Linked DNA regions of Astyanax mexicanus: region 2 is linked to region 1. A link is a contact called in public Hi-C data. All regions are on one chromosome and are shown on one strand. Each heading gives the region's core, a stretch centred on a gene start, on an enhancer-like site or on the middle of the called end of the contact. The rest is flanking DNA. Distances are from core to core; before and after follow the strand shown.

Region 1 (2,700 bases), core at 40-2,539:
TATCGGCAGCCCCTGGCTTGATCGAGCCGGACTCGGGCAGCGGCCACGTGCACGACCGCGGGCGCTTCTGAGGCTCGAAGTCCGGATCGATGGCCACCTCCAGCGGTGACAGGGGCTCCGGGGACGCCGAGTCCGCCATCGTGGAGCTCCGACGGACAGAGAAAGAGACGATAATGTGTGTGTGAGTGAGTGTACGTGTGTGTGTGTGTGAGAGAGAGTCACGAGGGCTTCTCACTCAGACAGGTAGAGGCGCGCTGTCACAGTCCAATTCCATGAATGCTCGTCCGCAGTGAGGCAGTGAGACCCCTGAAGCAGACGGTACGCTCCCCCACTCAACACTGCGTCCTGCGGAGTGAGCAGAGAATTGACACGCTCACTACAAGCTCTCCATGCAATAGAATTAATAACTCATCAACACACACTGAGCATCGTGCAATCGCTGGTAGCCTGTAGTTGTAATACTGGACCTGGTACTATACTGGTATTACGCTTCAACAAAGGACATTCACCTACACAATCAGAAAAAATGATGCTGTCACTGAGGTGGTAAACATCAAGAGTATTAATAACCATGTCTCAGTCCCTTTATTTCAAACACATATTGTTTTTGTATTTTTTTGCAATTGTTTGTCGCTATGTTTTTTTTTTAAAGAAGAGTCGTACTAATCTGATGCACTAATTTGAGCAAAACTGTATAAAAATGTCATACCTTTTTCTGACGGTGCAGCAGTTCAGATCCTGCAAGATCTTTAGAGCTCCACTCCAGTGTCGCACTTGAGATCAGCCCGAGCACCACTGATGTAATGCAGCCTCCGAAGCCACAACGTCACAAATAAAACAAAGCCATTCAGCACCAAAGTCACGGCAGGTTCAAGTCATTCAGGCGGAGTTTGGAGAAACACAAAGTCAGTCCTGAGCGCTTCCACATTGACGTATAATCTTTGTTGAAGTTGATTAAACGACGAGAGAAAGAGAGCGAGAAAGAGTGAGTGTCGTCTCAAAGCGCACAGATAAAGAGAGAAAGAAAGAGAGAGAGAGAACCGCGTTGTAGCGTCTCGCTGTAACAAAGACGCCTAAAAGCAGCAGAACCGCTCGCTACGCTGCCACTGTCGCCCCGACGCAGCCCATTATTACTACAGCACTGGAGCTGCTGCTGCTAAACCCTGAGCACTCGCTCCTCTCTCAGCGCTTCAACTTACACACACACGTCTGAGTGGAGAGACAGAGAAAAGGAGATGTAGGCTAACCCCGTCAGACCTCCCCCTCCCCCTCTCTCCAACACACACACACATATACATACACACACACACTCTGCCTCTCCACCTCTCATGCATGGGATCGCCTTTTAAAGGGCCACAGCTCCAGAGTACAGTAAAAGCGCGCGCGCACACTCCCGCACACAAGGGCATGTTCAGGCAAGACACGCGAGATGTTATCGGCGCATTTGGACGGCCAAATATAGACCGCGTTGTGTAAGAATAAAACGCGGCATGTGGCGCCCTCATGAAACCAGACACCCTTTATCAGCTGTGGACATTTCATATCATATCATTTTATATCATATCATATCATATTATATCGTATCATAACCACGCAGTGACGAGGAGACAATTACAGTATAGTAATGTCCCTGCTGGAAAATCCAGATCCAAACAGCCTGTTGCTGACAGCTGGTTGTGGATGATTTAAGCTGGTCTTTGGTCTTAAAAGCTGACAAACCAGTTCTTGACCAGCATAAAGTATGTTACATTTTTTATTTTGGTCATGCTGGCCAACCAGCTTTGTTTTACAGGGCATACTAGTCAACCAGCATGGTCAAACGTGGTTATACTGGTTCTCTAGCCTGGACATAGTTCAGACATGTATAAAGTTCAGACATGTATAAAGTACTAGAGACCCAGACTTGAGTAAAAGTACAAGTTCTTTATCAAAAAAGTGACTTGCATAGAAGCTGTTCTTTAAGCACCTTAAGATGTTTTTTAACCTAAATGAAAGTACTAACATATCTGTATTTTTTGGTACTTATACCAAGTAGTATATTTTAAAATGTACTAGTGAAAGAAAAAGTACAGTACTGTGTTATGTTGTTATTACAAAAAAGCAGTAAAAAAGTTCTTAGAGTGAAGAAGCAGTGAGGTCTTCTTATAAGGTCAGCTTGATTGATTGATTCACTCAATGATAAGGAGCTTCATTTTATCCGGTGACAGTGCAGATCATCTACTGCTCTGGCTTTAGTGATAATGTGGATTTAAAATGATTCATAACAAATATGTATGGGAGTAAAAATATTAAACTCATCAAAATATGTATTGAAGTAAAAGTGTGAGTAAGAGAAACATATAATACTCCAGTAGATACAGATACAGAACTGAAGTAGTTCTGCTTTGTTACTATACATCACTGGTCTGATTTAACATTCTTATAGACAAGCTAAGGCATCAAACTCAAACAAAACCATAACTTGTACTGGTCAAAAATATTTTTATATATATATATTGAGATATATACTAATATATACTATATATACTAATGTTATATATTAGTAGGGTTTATATGAATAATTCTTGTTTAAGGTACATGAAAATTATTTTTTTTACCAAGCCTAATAACCTGTCTGAAGCTGTCTGATAGCCAGAAAAAAACATGTCTACCATAATTCTAGTTTATAGCTCACATCCTGTTTCAGTTCTCTGGCCCTTT
Region 2 (2,700 bases), core at 201-2,700, 150 kb before region 1:
GAGCAAACCTTGTATGTTCACTGAGAACAAATGAAAACAAAAACTTCATTTAGTTACATTTAGATGCTGTTGTTACACAGTTCTCAAAGGACTAACATGCTCTCCACTGCTATTTTTTCAGCATTAACAATCATAGCGGTCAACATTTTTTGTGCTATTTATTTTCTTTTCTGAAGGAAGGTGGACTGTGGATATAAAACATATTATTTACTGTGAACTTAATGATCCAACAGTATTGATAATGACTCGCCACCTGTGCATTTCTCAGCCTAACACTACCTACTCACAGGTGACTGAAACTTTTTAAATCTTAATATGCTAGAGATGCAGAAGCAGTTTTCAGAGCAGTTCACTTGATACTATATGGAAACAATATATTTTTAATGAATACAGTAATTGTTTGAAATACATTGTGAAATTAAAATATATATTTTAAATGTATTTACATTGCATTTTTCATTTAAATAAATACATGCCCAGCATCAGATATCTGTGCTAAGAATGTTCCTAGATTAGTAAGGGCAGAATTGGGTTATACCTGAAAGCCTGCTTACATATACCAACAAAGTGCTGCTAGAACCTACACAGGACATGAGCTTCTTGATTCTAATGTAAATAGGGAATAATTTTTATTACCAGTGATTTAAATCTTAATTTTGTGCTGGCACAGTTTCATAAGTGTATGTTTTATTTTATTTCTACTAAATACATTCATTTTTTTTACATTCATTCATTAGCTGAATTCTATTACAGAATTTGACCTATCTGCAGTGCACATGTGATGAATGTTTCATTTTTGAGTGCATTTATAGAAACCACCATCAAACAGAGTGCACAAAAACTAACAACCTCAAGCATTAAAAATATGAATTTACTTTAAAAAATGAAGAAACCTCAGTTTCATATTAACACATTCCTTCTCTTGATGCAGTCACAGCAGATGATGAAGACTGAATATCAATGAGCCAGTGCTGTGCAGTGTATTTTCCTCTTTCTAGCAGTGAATGTTGTTTAACAGCGAGTTGTTGGTTAATGTTATTAAGCGCGTTTCTGTGTGAAGGGTTTGGTTTATTAGTCTGGGTGGTAATAAAAGCCGGGGATGTGCTTCTATACGCTTTACGTAAATTATAAGGTTTTGAGATAAACAAGTGGTGGCGGGGCTGTAGAAGTTAACAGCTCCCTCTGTGGATGTCGGTAGTTGAGGTCTCCTGTTTTCTGAAGCCTCGTTCAGCGGTATAGCAGTTAAAACGCCCGTACACTACAATACCCAAAAGTCCGCCCGGCATGTTGTTAGAAACGCCCCAAGCGTGCGCTGATTGGTGAATAGGTCGCTGTGTCCGCCCACTTGTCATTTCCGCGAACCCTATTGGTCCGCAGTCCCTGTCCATCACGTGTTTTCTCTAGGCTGCGCCGAAGACACTCCTCCTGAGAGCTGCTGCTGTTCAGGACGGGAGAGCGATCAGGGGACGGTCCGTCGGGCGCAGAAAGAGCCAGAAAGAATGTGAAAATCTGTGAGTATTGACCTCTGACATTCCGCAGTGCTCCAGCAGACCGCTTTGCTGTGTGTGTGACTCTGCCTTTTCTTCAGTATCAGCTCGTTCTCTGTTGTTACGGGTCATTGTAAGAGGATTGAATGGACCAGCCGCGGCTAACACAACTTCATAGCTGCGGAAAAACGTTATTCGGTGATGTTTTTTTATAGTCCGCCCGAGACCAGACCGCTGGTTTTTATATGTTTGTCAAAAGTGAGGCTCTTCCTAACTTCTCTAGATATTTCTAGGGACCTGCGCTCGAGCTATGAACCCATGAAGAGGTGTCAGACTATGTCAGTCCTCCTCACCTGATAAGAAAACAAAAAAATCATGTATTAATAAAAGAATAAAAGACTGTCCATTTATTGCAGCTATTAAAGTGATCCATGCAGACCCAGTATCCCGCTGTTTCTGATCTGTGGTATTTAAGTACAGTTCTGGAAAAAAAAGTAAGAGATCTGAATCAGTTTCTCTGATTTTGCTATTCATACGTAAGTTATATGTTTAGGTAAAATGAACGTTGTTTTTTTTTATTCTATAAACTACGGACAACATTTCTCCCGAAATCCAAATAAAAATGTTGTCATTTAGAGCATTTATTTGCAGCAAATGAGAAATGGCTGAAATAACAAAAAAGATGCATAGCCTTCAGACCTCAAAAAATGCAAAGAAAACGAAGTTCAGAAATCAATATTTGGTGCAATAACCCTGGTTCTTAATCACAGTTTTCATGCATCTTGGCATGTTCTTCTCCACCAGTCTTACACACTGCTTTTGGATAACTTTATGCCACTCCTGGTGCAAAAATACAAGCAGTTCAGCTTGGTTTGTTGGCTTGTGATCATCCATCTTCCTCTTGATTATATAGTAAAATCAAAGCTCATTGTTTTTTTTAATGGTCTCTTATTTTTTCCAGTGCTGTATATTTTTTAATGTTGCACGTATCAATGTCTGAACTGCAGATTTGTATTAGGAGACTACTGTGAACAGCACATCTGACAGACCTGATCTTAGTTTTTTTCTGTTCTCACAGCCCACAGAACTAAAAGCTTAAGAATATCATCACAGAGATGGACAGCAGAGACAGTGGAGCAACCTGGGAAGGGTTGGCGAGTCGTGATGCTGGCTCCAGAGATGCAGCCATGGAGAGCCTTCATCAGGAGGTGAT

What was found. Hi-C and Micro-C count contacts between places; a contact is called where the count stands out from the background.
Region 2: a Hi-C map of muscle shows a contact between it and region 1, with 5 times the contacts expected there. The contact joins the promoter of sesn1 here to the promoter of foxo3b in region 1. A contact is called at or near these places in 3 of 3 Hi-C or Micro-C datasets (blood and muscle).

The regions. Positions count from the first base shown.
Region 1 is chr1:53,081,926-53,084,625 of AstMex3_surface, reverse strand. foxo3b (forkhead box O3b) reads right to left here and starts at 1,289. Exons shown (of 4, transcript XM_007255675.4): 1 at 710-1,289; 2 at 1-345. The coding sequence starts at 139.
Region 2 is chr1:53,227,748-53,230,447 of AstMex3_surface, reverse strand. sesn1 (sestrin 1) reads left to right here and starts at 1,450. Exons shown (of 11, transcript XM_007255673.4): 1 at 1,450-1,511; 2 at 2,566-2,700. The coding sequence starts at 2,603.